Linked DNA regions of Sus scrofa: all the other regions are linked to region 1. A link is a contact called in public Hi-C and HiChIP or PLAC-seq data. All regions are on one chromosome and are shown on one strand. Each heading gives the region's core, a stretch centred on a gene start, on an enhancer-like site or on the middle of the called end of the contact. The rest is flanking DNA. Distances are from core to core; before and after follow the strand shown.

Region 1 (3,845 bases), core at 403-2,902:
ACAGTTATTTCTGTGAAGGAGGATAATGAATACTTTTAATTTCCTATTTATAAACTTCTGTGGTTCTCAATTTTTCTATAACAAGCACATTAACGTTTGCTGACTTTTCCGATCAGTGTTTAGATGGCTACTTTATAACAGAGGTGCTTAGAAAAGAGAAGAGCTAGCAGTTCCCATTGTGCTTAGCGGGTAACGAACCCGACTAGCATCCATGAGGATGCGGGTTCAATGCCTGGCCTCGCTCAGGGAGTTAAGGATCCGGCTGTGAGCTGTGGTATAGGTCGCAGACACGGCTCAGATCCCACATTGCTGTGGCTGTGGCGTAGGCTGGCAGCTGTAGCTCCAATTCAACCCCTAGCGTGGGAAATTCCATATGCCACGAGTTCGGCCCTAAAAAAAAAAAAAAAAGGAAAAGAGCTGTCACGATATCAGTGAGCCAGCTGAGCAACACAATCACATTACTAGCAATTTAAAATGTTTTTATTGTCCAGGTCTCAAAAGACAAAACAAAATAAAAAACCACACACACACACGAACCCAAAAAACATATCAAAACCCCAAAACATAGAGACAAAAAGAAAAAAAGAATCTTCCACCAACAAATCTATTTTTCAAAGAGAAAGCATGAGAAGCATGAACTTTGGTTTCAGACAGACCTGGGTGTGAATTCTGGCTCCGACACTCACTAGCTATATGACTTGGGAAAATGACTTACATTCCCAAGACCATTTTCTAATCTGGTCTTTCAGAGCACACCTACTCTCCAGCGTCACTGCAGAAAAGGAGGACAATGAGAGTACAGGAGAGGGTACGTGTAACAGGAGCCCAGTAAATGATAACTGGTATTTATTCCTCCCACTGGCATATCTAGCCACAATTCTGTTTTCCTCTTGTTATGGAAATAAAACAGATTTGCCACATTACATTAAAAAAATACCCTGCTTTCTGTGAACTGATGTTTACCTTGCGTCTTTCTTCTGCAGCTTCTAATTTCTTCTGAATTTCCTCCAGGGAAAGATCCTTCTTCTTTGGAGGGGAAAGGGGGAATTCTGGGACGGATTCTTTTGATCGAGGGCTGAGAATCAGCTCAAAAGCCTGGCCTGAGGCACGCTTCTCCAGCTCCTTCACCTGGATATCTGGATTTTATGATTTTTATATCATATTTATAACACACTCAGAAAAATAGTTTTCCTGTTCTAATAGGCTGTTCTATTTTCTAAAAACCAAATCAATTTACTGAACAGAATTAGGGCTGATGAAGCAGCTGTGTTTATTGGAAGAAATTATCTAAACACCTCCCAGAAAAACAAAGCTCAACATTTTTGGGCTAATAAACACCATTCTGAGACATCAGTATTTGACAATCATTTTCTCAAACAAAAAAAAGTTGTGCAGAACTCCACATTATGCTTTAGGCCAAGTCAAATCATCTAATAATGAAACAATTAATTATGAGCTGTCAGTACATTCAAGTGACAATAATTTTTTCTTCTTTATAAAACAGATTTCTTAGTAAGACCACAACACTAGTGCCAAATTAAAGGCATAAGACCTGAGCCATCTCCTATTCTCAAATTAGAAGCCCGTGGCAAATTCAGCTTTTTCAAATAGATTACCTACCAGAAGAAGCCATGGTGAATAGAAGACAAGAGACTGGCAGTGTATTCTACACAATCCACTGGCAAGGAAAACCCTGAAAATGATTTTCAAAAGCACGCAATCAAATTTTTTGCATTTCTATGTCATGAATTCAAAGGGACTTCAAATCATATCCATACAAATTAAGGCCAGAAAAATTACTACTGTGAAATTAAATAAGACATCATTAGCCAGAAAATTTTATCTATAAAATACTCAAACACTGGGAAACCTGAATTGAATAGAATGCTGGTTGCAGAAGATCAAGTTAACTGAGCTTGCCTGTACAAAACACACTTCGATTCTTAAAACTAGACAAGGTTTAAATCACAAGATTTTTCTTCCCCTAATAAACTCTAAACTTTCCTCCCTGGCGAGAAGATATTCCAGATTCAACTCAACAGTGAGACCGGAGCCATCTTAACACTGCCTACAACTCATTGTGCAAATGGAACACCCACCCCTGCTTTGTCTGTGTCTGCCATGGTGTAAAACAAAACGCCCAAGCTAATATTAACCAATAATGTCGAACGCCTATTGTTCCTGCGGTTTAAGCTCCTCGTCCTACAGCGGGTAACACTAATTTTATGAACCTCAAGGTTTTAGATTACAATATTTGATGGTTTGTGTAGAATTTTCTCATGAAAAATTCTACATCCCTTCATTTTTTTTTAGGTCATGAATCTTGTAAACCCCAAGCTAGTACCAAAAACGTAGGAATACAGGTTCTCAGCAGCTGGAATTTAAAATCCGAAGCAGCGAAACGATCTAACCCCGGCGGAGCATTAGACTCAACATCAACCCCAGGATGGGCGTGGCCCTGGTCCAGGAGAGGAAAAGCGGCCAGCCGCCCCCGGCCAATCAAAGCACACCCTGCACACCAGCCCCTGGCCCCGCCCCCTTCCTCCCCGCGCCTTTTCGAATCTCCCCGAACTCACAACACCCGAGCCCGCGCGCGTGGGAAGGGGAGGGATGGGCGGGGCTAACGGTCCTATCCGGGTAACTCCGCCCTTCCCGGGCTCGCCCTGCGCAGACGCCCCCCTTCCCTACTCCCGCCAAAAACACCTTGAGGTGGCCCCCATCCCGGGTGCAGCTCGGCGGGTGGAGCAGTCCCCGGGAAAAGGCAGTGGGGTAGTCCTGCCGTCGGCTCGCCGCCTCTTTCCTTTGCTTCCAACCAACCTGCCGCCACCCAAGCTGTCTGCGCCCCCCGCCGCGAGAATGGAGAGCTCTCGTGGGGTGTCACCCTCTTGGAACAGCCCCACAGTCAGTCGGCGAGGGCGCGGCCCTGGTCGCCCAGAGTCTGGCCCTAAGGCCGCTGCTCCCTGGGGGCGCCGCCCCGCCCCCTTCAGACAATGGGGACCCCAGCGGGGCTGCACCTGCAAGGCGAGAGCCTACGCCCCCTATTGTCTTCTAGATGGTACCCTGGGGCTAACGCTAGGGGCTCGTTCAGCTGGCCGCGCCCCTTCCCCACGACAGCCGCGCCCCCAGGGAGCGGGGACAAAGCCGAGGCTCCGCCCGAGCCACACACAAAGCGCTACGACCCCCGCCCGCCAGACCCTCCGGGGCTCACGGCCCCGCCCGCCGCCCTCCAGCAGGGGGCCGCTGCCAAGGCCCGGCCCCTCCCGCCGGCCGCCACCCTCTCGCAGCCCGCAGCCCGCCACCGCCTCCTGCTAGAGCCCTGCACCCACCTGCTCGGTCCGAGCCGCCTGGCCACACTCTGAGCACCAACAGACCCGGGCGCGCACAAAAGCGCCAAGCAGCGGCACGTGACCTCCTCGCAGGGATCAGCATTGGCTGAAAGCGGCAGCACGTGCCGGCCCCTCCCCCCACAGCCCTTGGTGGGCCCCGCCTCTGGAGACCCCGGAGCACCTCGGGAAGTGTAGTTCAGGCTGGCTAGGCAGGGGGACAATGCGAGGGGTGAGGGCTACTTAGGGTGTCCCCAGCTGAAAGCCGGGGGCCAGAGTGGTTATTTGGCCGTGGAGGAGGGAGATGCAGTGACCACTGCCTGGGTCTGAACCAGTTCTCCCATCCTTAGAAAAAGGGCAGGGCGGGGTCCCTCTCTACCTCTCAGAGTGTGGCCTCCTGGACTCCGCCCCTGTGGAGCCGCTAGCCCTACATCGCTCCAAGGGCAGCACTCCGGCAGCGTATTGTCCCTCCGGCGCCCTACCCTGTGCAGCCTCCTAAAACGCCCAAGCCCTTGTGACAGG
Region 2 (3,845 bases), core at 505-3,004, 100 kb after region 1:
TCTTTCTTTCCCTGGGACAATGAACTTGGGGGGTGGGGGGGACCACATCTGTCTCTCTCAGGAGGTAGAATGGTGCAGGTGCACAGGTTAAAGGAATGGACGGCCTGGATTGGGAGTCCCAAGGTAACTCGGGAATATAATCAAGTTTCTTAAACTCCCCGGGGGCCTCCATTTCCTCATCTGGAAAATGGGGATAATGATAGTATCTCCCTCAAAGCCCCCATAGGAGAGGATTAAATGAGCCAAGGCACTGGCACATCCCAAGGGTGATATGAATGTTAGCTATCACTGTTCTTCAACCCCCAGTGCCTGGCACAAACCTGGCCCATATTAGTAACCCATTAAGTATTTATTTGCTGGGTGAAAGAGTGAATGAACAGAGGCACAGAGGATGAAGAAATGGAAGAAATGGCCCAGAAGGGGGTCCTAACCCAGCTGGAGGAGAGTCAGGGGAACTTCCTGGAGGAAGGGAGGCTTCGGCTGAGTACTGTGGGCTGAGGAGGGGTTCGTGGAGGAAGGAAGGAGAGAGGCGGGAGGAACCTATGCAAAGGCCCCTCTTGACGGGAGAGAACCTGGTGCGTGCAGGGAGGTCAGTCTCTCACTTAGTACCTGACCCTGCGGTGCCAAGAGGCCAGACCCCCCTGCTGTTGGCCATTTTGAGGAATTCTTGGTGTACGGACTATGCCCCACCCCAGACTGGCTGCCTACCGAGGGCACAACATTCCCGAGGGGGGTCCCTATCAGGGCAAGGCAGGAGGGCAGGAGGCTCTTGCGGAAGGAGCCGCATGGGGCAGGCCTAGCTCTAACTGGGCCACTACCTCATGGTGGATATATCATTCCCTTCCTAGAGAAGAGGGGACGGACACCCAACATCATCCAGCCAGAAAGGGACAGAAGCAGAGTCCACTCCAGGTCTGCCCTGTGGCCGCCCTCATCAGACTGAGGCTCCTGCAGCCAGAGTCTGAGTCTCTCTCACCACTCCAGTGACTCTTCAGTGGGTGACCTCACCCGCTCCTGACTCCCTTCATAGAGCACAGGCCCAGGAACCAAGCAGGGGACCCTCAACGGGTGTGGACGAATGGAGAGTTAGCTCATGCTCAGGAAGAACTTCCCATGCGAACTGGAGCAAGGATCCCATCCCACAGACCTTTTCTCCAGAGCTCCAGGCAAGGGCTGCCCCATATACCTGAATGCCAGGTGCCAGGAATGGCCCTGAAAAAGCAGGGGCTGGAGCTGGATGAGGTGGTGGAGGCGGAGAGGCAAAGGAAGAGGGACCCATCCTGGAAATAGTTGGGAGCACCTTACCCAATCCCACCCCACCCTCAGGCCACTTGACACCTCACGAATCTCATCTGTTGGTGGAACGGGTTAAGTGGAGGGTCTGCCTCCCAGCCAAGAGTGAATCCCCGAGCTGGGCTAACCAGCAGGGAGCTCTAAGGATTTGGGTCAGGAGCTCAGGGTTCAAATCCTCCCTCACTCCTTAGCTGGGTCACCTTAGGAAGAGACCATTCCCTCTCTCACTATACCTTTCTCACCTGTAGGAAACAAGAACGATGATCTTTGGGCTTGGAAGATTGATGTGAGAATTCAGAGACTGAGGCTGCGATAGCTCAAGACCAACTGTGAGGTGTGGGCACTGCTGGTTCTTATTATTAGCAATCCAGAAGACTGGTTTGGAAAGGGTTAAGTGGAGACCCTGCCTCCCAGCCACGAGCCAATCAGAGCTGGCAGGGGTGGAGCCAGGCTGCTGCTGGGAAAGAGATCTAGACCTGACAGATGCTGTCTTGAGCCGGGAGGCAAGACACCAGCAGGGTTTGGGTGTCAAGAAGCAGGGGCTTGGCGTGGGGTACCTGGCCTCTGCACCCAGATAGCTCCAAACCAGAGGGTGCAGGACCCGCTGCTAGAGGTGGGGGGAGGAGGAGCCCAGCTGCCTGAGCCGGGAAAGGGGCAGGGTAGGAGAGAACCAGAACCCAGAGCCCTCCTGGCCCCCTAGGTGGCGCGGGGTGGGGGGGGGGCACCGGCTGCACTCAGGCCTTGACCTCAGCTGACCCTGAGAGCCCACATGGGCTGTAGGGTCTAATTTTAGCTTCAGCCACAGGACCCAAAGCCCAGGAGTGCCTGCCAGTGGGCACAGGGGTGATCAGGGCTGCTCAGGGGCTGCTCCAGCAGGAGGATTGGGGAAACCAGCCCTGCTTCCATCCAGCCCTGCACCCTTTCCAAGCCACCTCCTGTGGGAGCCCTGACGGGTCCCCCATGGCCTGGCAGACGGCCCTTCTCTCTGTCCAGGCCAAGGTCAGGGGGTGCAGCCAGGAGGGCAGAAGGACACTACCTTGCAGTCTGGACAGGGGTTGCATCAGCCTGAGCAGCCCTCGGGGCAGGGGCCCTGCTGGGGGGGAAGGTTTGGCTTGTCCAAAGTCCGAGGAAGCCGAGCGCTGACCACAGGGAGGCAGGGCTGGAGAGCTGGTCCCACCTGGCCTCCTGGTGCCTGGCCTGAGACTTGCTGTTAGACCTTACACAGGGAGCCTGCCCTCAACGGGCCTTCTGTACCCACCTGTACCATGAGGGCACTGTACCTAGAAGGTTGATCCCAGTCCTAGAGACGCGCCCTCTGTCCCCTGCTCCTCTGCTTCCCGCAGCCCTGGCTGTGGGTGGCCACATGCAGTCATGGAGAAGGAAGTCCCTCTGGCTGGCAATGTCTGCCTCCTGGCTCCTCGTCCTGCTGGGAGTCTTCCCCCTTCTCCGCCTGGCAGTACCCTCCAGACCCCGGGCAGGGACCTCCCAAGGCTGGCCCCGCTGGCTGGACGCCGAGCTCCTGCAGAGTTTCTCCCAACCTGCGGAATTCCCGGAAGATGGCCCTCAACCTCCTCGAGCCCCCGGTGGAGGCAGCTGCACCTGGGAAGCTTGCTTTGACGCCTCAAAGTGCAGAGGGGGTGGCCTCAAGGTGTTCGTGTACCCAGCGACTGGACCCGTCTCAGAGACTCACCGCAGGATCCTGGCTTCCATCGAGGGCTCCCGCTACCACACCTTCAGTGCTGCCGAGGCCTGCCTCCTCCTCCTCCTCAGCCCAGACACCCCTGCTGGACAGTGCACCCCGGTGCCCCTGCAATGGGACGGGGGCAGGAATCACCTGGTCCTCGGTCTCCACCCAGCCCCGTGCCCCCGGCCCTTCCAGCTGGGACAGGCGATGGTGGCCCAGGCCAGACCCACAGTGGACACCTTCCGGGCTGGCTTTGATGTGGCCCTCCCGCTTCTCCCTGAAGCCCACCCGTTGCGAGGTGGGGCGCCTGGCCAGCTGCGACAGCACAGCCCGCACCCTGGGATGGCCCTGCTAGCCCTGGCAGAGGAGAGGGCGGGTGGCACACAGCAGGCACCAACTCCTCTGCCTGCCCCTGGGATGGGCACTGTGAGCAGGACCATGGACCCAAGCAGTAAGTGGATCTTTCCCCTTGGGGGCTGGATGGGAAGGGTATGTGTTGGGAGTGAGCCCGGGGGCCAGGGTGGAGGGCAGGATTGAGATGGGTGAACCAGCTCGTCCTGGCAAACTTAAGCCTCCGCTGCAGCAAGAAGGAATCGGGTTAGACAGCAGAGAGCACTACTACCAAGATGGTGATTTGCTGCAAGGGGTGTCCAGGGCACATTCTGGAATTCTTCCTTGGGGATCTTTAAAAGCATAAAACATGACTCACTCCTCTTCCTTTATTCCTGTCCTTCCTTCCCTAATATTTTATTTAACATACAATTCGATAGTGCTTACTAGATGCTAAGCACTTTTATAAATGATTATAATAATATTCACTGCTGTCTTTTAAGTGTTTGTGTACCAGACACTGAAGCGCAGAGAGATT
Region 3 (3,845 bases), core at 371-2,870, 95 kb before region 1:
CTGGGATTTGATCTATGGCCCAGAAATTTTCATTTGCCCCAGGTGTGGCCATAAAATAAATAGGAAAAAAAATTGTTATAGGCTTCATAGTACAACTTAATTATTTTTAGAAACTGATGCTCTGTGTTGAGAAAGATTCTGAAGTTAAAGCCATCATGTTAGAATTAGAGCCTGAGACAGGCATTAGCTAATTCTTTTTTGAGGGTAATTCTTATTTGAGGGTGGGACCATTAAGAGAAACTTGTAAAAGAAGGATTGGAGTAGAATGGGAAAAGGAAAACCCTTGAGCAGAGATCGAGTCTCAGAGCCAAGTCTTGGCCAGATTGCTGGTGCAGGGCTCTGGAGCATAACCCACACTGCCATCCAAACTGGCCTCTTGTACCCTTTAGTAGTCATTGGCTTATGGGGTAGAGTAACTTCCCAGGTTAGGGCTTCCATTCTCCCTCCTGCAAGGGCAATTTTCTGGAAAATGGGGCAGCTGTGAGCAGCCAGTAGAGTTGCTGGGGGATGATTCACTGGTTGGGTAAAAGGGATCTTCATGAAGAACCAAGATAGCATCTGTCACACCAAGGAAAGGCAACTAGAGCGAATTCGCAAGATCTGCCATTGCCCAGGACAGGAAAGTAATGGTTAAAGCATGTTTGTCATCCTGGAAAGAGGGTTGGAAATGGAAGCCAAATTTCATCATTTAAAATATGGTGGGATCAGGGTGGACACCGTCTCTGACCACGGCCAGCTACAGAGTTTACAGGATCAGTGCAAAATGAAAACGCAGGGCCTTTGTTGAAAAAAAAAAAAAATTGTTGTTAATTTCAAGAGGGCAACAGCAGGCACCAATTAGTCTGAGCGTGAGGCCTGTGTGAATGCACAGCTTCTCTCCCCAAGAAGCCAGTCTGTCTCTGGCAGCTAGGACTTGCAACCAAAGAACTATAGCCTGGAAGCCAAGCACAGCCACGTGTTGAGGTCAGATGAGGACATGTGACCCAGGCCTGGATGTCATGGAGACCAGGACTCTGAGGCTTTGAGCACAAAGAGGGAGTGGGTGAGTGAGTCTGGAAGGAATGTGAGTCTCTTTCCCAAAGCATCTGGTGTCTTGCCAGTCTAGCCATCTGATCATCCAACTCACTGAGTATACCTGTGTGTGTCTTTGTGATATACCTAACTGCTAAAATAGAAGAAAGCTACAAAGCCCTGGAGAGCAGAGTCAGAGGAAGAAAGGCCCATTCTTGCCGCAGAGAAGACTGTAGAGGGTCTTGGCTGGGAAGTATGAACTGTGAAGCCACCAGGGCGAGATGGGGCAAAGCAAGCACTAAATCTGGGGCCTTGGATGCCAGAGGGAGGATTCTGAAGTTTGCACTACAGTTGGGAAGAGCAAACACCGATCAATGTGGGGGCCAAGCAGCAACACAGGCCCTTTCCAGAGGTTGGAGCCGGACTAAGCGTGGAGAGTGGTAAGGAGGGAAAGGAGGCCGAGACCAGCGGGAGATGCGACTGGGCGGACCTCGGGGATCAACTTTCCCCAAGGCTCGGACGGCAGGGGGCGTGGCCTCGGGGCTTGTCTCCGCCCTCGGGATCGGCACGTGCCGCCGCCCCGCCCTCCGCGGCTGGCCTGCCCAGGGCGCGCGGGGCCGCGGCTCGGTGCGCAGCTGCAAGGGATCGCTTCCGGGGGGCGGGTCAGCGGAAGTGAGGGTGGTAGAGGCTGGGCGGCCCGCTACGGTAGGAGGGGCCGTGAGGTGAGAGTCCTGAGCCGGAGGCTGAGGTGAGACTAGGTGCGAGTGCCGCCCCAGAGTGGAAGCGCGGCTTTCCGGGTCCGGCCGTCGCGCAGCCTAATGAATGCCAGGCGCTGTGCGTTCGGTGCCCGCGGCTCCGGTGCCCGCGCCGGTTCTCGCGGCAGCCACTGTTGTCCACCTCACTCGGCAGGGGGGAAACGGAGTCCCCGGAGGCAGTTGCTCGCCGGAGTCACCCAGATGCGCCAGAGGCTGCTCGTTTCGGACGCCCCCTCGCTCCTGCCGGGACCCGGCCCCGGGCCTGTGGGTCCAAGGGCCGCCGGAGCTGCGGCAAGAACTTGGCCGACCTTGGCCTTGTCGGGTCGGGCTGTTGCGGGGGAGGGGAGGCGTGTCCCGGGCGAGGTCCCTGGGGTCGCGCAGAGTGTCGGCGCGGCGGAGACCGGGGATGATGGGACCAGGCCCCGCTCGGGAGGCGCTGCGGCTCCTGCGGGAGGCCGTGTGTAAACACTGGGACGGCAGCCTCGGAAGGGGCTGTGGGGGCGCAGAAGTGGTCGGAGCCGGCCAGCGCGGCCAGCGCGGCCAGCAAGCTGGGGGGTCTTCTAGCCGGGCACTTGGGGTGGGGTGGAGGGTTGAACTCGGCGTTCTCGTCCGTTTCTCGATTGGACAAATGAAATGCTCAAGTGCCTACCGTGTATGGAGCAGGCGCTGTGCCCTGCTGGGAAGTCGTCGCCCTTGGGGCAAACTTCACGGCACACCGTTACCTAGATACTGCTGAAGGACCCCAAAGGAAACGCAGGGTGCCTCGGGGTGACTGTCAGGGAAGGGGAGGCGATGCTTGAGCTGAGCTCCAAGAATGATTAAGGATGAACTTGGTGAAGAGGGTGTTGGTGTTTGAAGCAGAGGGAATAGTGTAGACAAGACCATCGAAGGGCTGAAGGGCCAGTGTGGTTGGAGGGCAAGGGGAAAGCAGGTGTGGCTATGAAGTGTGCGGGGGCCAGAGTGGACAGGCCCTGGAGGATGAATGCGGTGAGTGGGTAGACAGGACAGAGAAGGGTGAAGATGAGGTTGGGCCTGACTGCCGAGGCCCTGCAAGCCATGCTGAGGAGTCTAGATGTTATCCTCTTGGCTCTAGCAAGCACAGTGGGTTTTAAGCATGACAGGAACATGATTAGCCAGGAGTTCTAGAAAGATGCCTCTGGCTGTTATGTGAGGGTTAGGTCCAACTGAGTTTGGAGGTGAGTTTGGAGAAGTGGCTGCATGACTAAAGTGAGAAACACAGGGAAGCACTGTTGTGTGGAACTTGTGGCAGGCACTGACTTTCAGCCCAGAGCCTGGAATACGGATGACTTTGATAAAAGGCTTGCACTTAGCTGAGAAAGATGAAGCCCATGTAGGAGGCAGCAGGATCTGGACCAGACTTAGATGCTGAGTACTGAGTGACCTTAGACCAGTACTTTTCTCTCTCCAGCTTCCTTGCCCCCTGTATCATAAAGTGAATGATACCTCCTCTCCTAGAGGTGGAAGAGAGACCCTCCTGGGGAGGTTTCCAGAAGGAGCTGCTTTGGTCAGTCCAGCCCCATCCCCTCTTCTGTTGCTGCCCTTGGCTCCCCGGTGACTTCTCACCAAGGGCATTCCCAGTCCTCATGACTTGACATCCCACCCCCTCACCCACCTTTGTGGCCTTGTCATACTCTCCTCTTTACATATTTCTCACCTTCCTGGCCTAGACCTGTGCTGTTGTGGTTTTCCTTCCCTTCTTACCCCCTCTGAACTCACCATGGGGCCTTGGGGCCAGGGGACTGAACTCACCTGGCCACCTGCCTGGTGTGCCTTTCTTAAGCAATGATATTCAGCCTCTGCTAGAATTACTGTATTCAGGTTCTATCTGTCTTCTAGATTGTGAGTTCCTTAAGAGCATGGCTGTGTCTTACTCCTTCCATAGCCCCTACAGTACCCAGCACAGGGCCTGGCACAGAGTGAGTATTGTTAATGTTTGATGAACAAGGCACTGAATGAGCTCATTGACTGCATCTGCTCACCAGGCAAGAACAGCTGTGAGCAACCCAGTCCGTAGGGACTCCATGCATCTGTGTCTTGTTTTAACGGTTCATTAAGCAC
Region 4 (3,845 bases), core at 951-3,450, 68 kb after region 1:
ACTGACACAGTTCTTACTCTCATGGAGCTCCAAGTATAGCAGTGGAGACAGAACACACAAGGTATCAAAACATAGCTTAGGAGTTCCTGTCATGGCGCAGTGGTTAACGAATCCGACTAGGAACCATGAGGTTGCGGGTTCGGTCCCTGCCCTTGCTCAGTGGGTTAAGGATCTGGTGTTGCCGTGAGCTGTGGTGTAGGTTGCAGACACGGCTCAGATCCCGCGTTGCTGTGGCTCTGGCGTAGGCCAGTGGCTACAGCTCCGATTGACTCCTAGCCTGGGAACCTCCATATGCCGCAGGAGCAGCCCAAAGAAATAGCAAGAAGACAAAAAAAATTTAAAAAAAAAATAAAAAAATAAAAAAAAAAACAAAACATAGCTTAGTGCCCTGACTGCACATGGTGCTATGTCAGTCAAGACAGCACATGGCAGGGAGGTCAGCGAAAACCTCCTTGGTGCCATGACTCAAAGTCATGGCCAGTTTGTCAAGCCATAAGCTCTGATACCAGAGCTCCTGCAGTCTCCTCCATCTCAACAGAGGACAATCGTCTTCCACTCAAATGATGGCTACACACGTGAAAAACCTTGATTTCTCTCTTTCCTTTATCTCATGCATCATTAAGTCCTGAAAATTCTAGAAACTATCCTGACTCCCTTCACTTCTCTCCATCCCACTATCTCCATCCTAGTGCAAATTCATCATCTCTCGCCCTGACTCTGAAAGAGCCTCCTTCTAACTGGCTTCCTTGTTTCCATTTGCATCCTGTTACAACCCACTCTTCACATACTGGTTTTTAAATATAAAAAAGGGAGTTCCTGTTCTGGTGCAGCGGCAAGAATCTGACTAGTATCCATGAGAATGCAGGTTCCATCCCTGGCCTCGCTCAGTGGGTTAAAGATCTGGCGTTGCCATGAGCTGTGGTGTAGGTGGCAGATGTGGCTTGGATCTGGCATTGCTGTGGCATAGGCATGCAGCTGTAGCTCTGATTCAACCCCTAGCTGGGAACTTCCATATGCCACAGGTACAGCCTTAAAAAAGAAAGAAAAATATATATATATTATATGTGTATATAATATACTTAAAATCTTTCAATGGTTTTCCTTCATATTTAGAACAAAAATCTAACTTCCTTACTCTGGCCAAAAGGCCCCATGATCTGGCCGCTGCTTGCTCTTCTCACACTGACACGGCAAGCTTCCCTCCACCTCAGGGCCTAGAATGATCTTCTCCTAGAACTTTGTGTGATTGGCTTCTTTGCCTTTGAGTCTTAGCTTATGTTACTTTCTCAAAGAAGCTTCCAGATACTCTAGCTTATCACATTATTTTGTATTCTTCATTGCACCTGGGTGCTGGGGATTTCATTATTTGTTAGTTTCTTTATTAGTCTGTCTCCTCCCACGATAACAATTCTGTGAAGCCAGAGACCTTGGTTTCTTCTTCCGCACTGAATCCTCAGCCCCCGCAACAGTGCTTTGTACATAGTACTTGCTGAATGGATGAATGGTATTAACATACATGCTAACAGCAGCATCACTGGGAAACTCACCGAAACTGGGTCTCCTTGGCTAAAGCCAGGACAGCTGTGGCCCCTCCAAATGAATGTCCCATTATAGCCACGCGGCTCATGTCGATGCTGCCCTGAGGGAAGCCAAGTCAGAAAGCCCAAGTCAGGGGTGCTTTTTTAGGAGCGCTTCATGGGCAAGAGGAAGAAACAAGGAGACAATGGTGCAGAGGCACAATCCAGTGGGTGAGGCCTCCAAAACCACGTCACTAAGCGCCTCTGCCCACTGGAGAGCAGCTGGTGAGGCCACCCCTGTACTGAACAGCCTTCTGTAGGCAGGAATTCTGAAAATCAGAATCTCATCTTTATTTTTATACTCTTGTCCCATACATAATACCTGGTAGATATAATACAGTGTTATGTAGGTATTCAAATATCCATGAATAAGTGAATAGACAGAAATTATGTGACTATCAGTAGCAGAGCACGTTAAGAATAGGAATTTTCTCAATCCTCTAGATCCTGCCTTACAACCAGTCCAGCAGGAGGGATGACACGTGCACCAAGTCAAGGACAGAGCCAGGGAGCTCCTGTTGCCTGTCCATTTTGCTCTGAAGCAAGGACTGTTTGTACCCAAACCAACTCAGGTTCTACCTCTGTTGATATCTGTCCTGACTTTAACCCAGCAGAGTGAGCCTCCTCGCTCTAAAATGCTCAGCAAGAATCTATTTCTGGTTGATCCCAGAAGCCTTTAGGACATGGTTACATAAAAAGCTGCTGCAGCTGCCAGCCAAGGGGCTCGGGAAATCTCTTTAGGCTTTGCTGCCCAGACTCTGCCCTGAACGAGTGGTCTTCCCAACTTTTTTTCTGAGGTTCTGTATCTAAATTCTCCCCCTTTGCTCAGTACCTTCAGATTGGTTGAGGCCTCTTTGGCTTTTTTAATAAATTAATACACTCACATATCTCTAAAATCAGGAGTATATAGGAGTTTCCACCATGGTACAGTGGGTTAGGAACCCAACTGCAGTGGCTCAGTTCCCTGCGAAGGCATGGGTTCAATCCCTGGCCTGGCGTAGTGGGTTAAAGGATCCAGCATTGCCACAGCTATAGCTCTGATTCAAACCCTGGCCCAGGAACTATAGGTGCAGCCATAAAAAGAGAAAAAATAAGTTTTTAAAAATTGGGAGTTCCTGCTGTGACTCAGCAATAATGAACCCAACTAGTATCCATGAGGATGCGGGTTTGATCCCTGATCTTTCTCAGTGGGTTAAGTATCAAGCATCACCACGAGCTGCAGCTTAGGTCTCAGATGTGGCTCGGATCCCACCTTGCTGTGGCTGTGGCATAGGCCAGCAGCTGCAGCTCCAACTTGACCCCTACCCTGGGAACTTCCATATGTCATGGGTGTGGTCCTAAAAAGACAAAAAATAAAATAACATTCAATTCAATTAAACTAAATCAGGAGTATATAGGGAAGTCTCCCCCTAACCCTACCCCCTTTCCACACAGTTGCCCACCCCCTACTCACAAACTGGTGCGTTTTCTGTGTCTGCACAGCTTATCTACACCTACACGGGTAAACATGAATATATACTTCCCCCCCTTTACACAAGTGATACTGTTATCTTACTTTTTTGCATAATAATATTAGTACATAAAGAGCTTCCTTGTCCTTTTTTTACAGATACGTTGTATTTCACCAGAGTACAGACAGCTAGGATCACCAAATCGGTCCCTCTTCTTCCTGGACACACAGTGAGACTCTATTTCCCAGCACTTAGATGTGGCCTTGTGACTGGATGTGAGAGATGGTGGTCTTGCGATAGAATGTGGGTGAAAGTGATTATTTCCATTTCCAGACCTGATCTATAAAAACTGTTCCTTCCATATAAACCTCCATGTCCTTTCCCATTCCTGGCTTAATGGACATGGGGAAGTAGGGTTTCACAAATGGAAGAGGGTAGAGCACTTAGATAAAGGAAGCCTGGATCCCTATGTCAGTCCTGACATAGCAGCACCCGTTTGGGGCTTCACGTGGGAAAGAAGTGAATTTCCCTTTGTTGAGCCACTGAGATTGGGGGCTTATGTGTTATAGCAATTAATATTACCCAAACAAATACATCTATTGTTCCATAGCCCATTAAACCAGCTGTGGTCACTTAGAGGTGAACATCTGGGATACTATCAATCTCTTGTTATTACAAACGAGGATGAATTAACTTTATACATACATCATATTACATGAGTGCAGGTATGTGACAAATCAGTTTCCAGAACTGGAAATTGCTGGTCAAACACTATGGGCATTTGTGCTGTTGATAGCTGTTGCCAAACTGCCCCGCG

What was found. Hi-C and Micro-C count contacts between places; a contact is called where the count stands out from the background. HiChIP or PLAC-seq counts read pairs in DNA pulled down with a chosen protein or histone mark.
Region 2: a contact with region 1 is called in an H3K27ac HiChIP or PLAC-seq map of skeletal muscle. The contact joins the promoter of EXTL1 here to the promoter of STMN1 in region 1. A contact is called at or near these places in 1 of 5 promoter capture datasets (liver), 10 of 47 Hi-C or Micro-C datasets (embryonic fibroblasts, liver, mesenteric adipose tissue and 4 more) and 1 of 2 datasets of contacts at active chromatin or transcription factors (skeletal muscle).
Region 3: a Hi-C map of heart right ventricle shows a contact between it and region 1, with 4 times the contacts expected there. The contact joins the promoter of MTFR1L here to the promoter of STMN1 in region 1. A contact is called at or near these places in 1 of 5 promoter capture datasets (liver) and 2 of 47 Hi-C or Micro-C datasets (heart right ventricle and liver).
Region 4: a Hi-C map of skeletal muscle shows a contact between it and region 1, with 2.5 times the contacts expected there. The contact joins the enhancer-like site here to the promoter of STMN1 in region 1. A contact is called at or near these places in 4 of 47 Hi-C or Micro-C datasets (embryonic fibroblasts, fetal skeletal muscle, liver and 1 more) and 2 of 2 datasets of contacts at active chromatin or transcription factors (alveolar macrophages and skeletal muscle).

Annotation. Positions count from the first base shown.
Region 1 is chr6:83,358,683-83,362,527 of Sscrofa11.1, forward strand. STMN1 (stathmin 1) reads right to left here and starts at 1,653. Exons shown (of 4, transcript NM_001009582.1): 1 at 1,621-1,653; 2 at 964-1,136. The coding sequence starts at 1,633.
Region 2 is chr6:83,459,667-83,463,511 of Sscrofa11.1, forward strand. It overlaps EXTL1 (exostosin-like 1), which reads left to right and starts at 1,755. Exons shown (of 12, transcript XM_003356212.4): 1 at 1,755-3,344; 2 at 3,347-3,428. The coding sequence starts at 2,657.
Region 3 is chr6:83,263,731-83,267,575 of Sscrofa11.1, forward strand. MTFR1L (mitochondrial fission regulator 1-like) reads left to right here and starts at 1,621. Exons shown (of 7, transcript XM_021095596.1): 1 at 1,621-1,759.
Region 4 is chr6:83,426,326-83,430,170 of Sscrofa11.1, forward strand. It overlaps PAFAH2 (platelet-activating factor acetylhydrolase 2, cytoplasmic), which reads right to left. Exons shown (of 11, transcript XM_005665126.3): 8 at 1,548-1,639. Among named protein-coding and RNA genes, the nearest start is that of PAFAH2, 19 kb to the right of the region's middle. Within about 2 kb of position 2,201, at least 1 of the 83 cell types and tissues checked has an H3K27ac peak or open chromatin away from gene starts, as enhancers often do. A contact at or near this core is called in skeletal muscle, where this site is marked.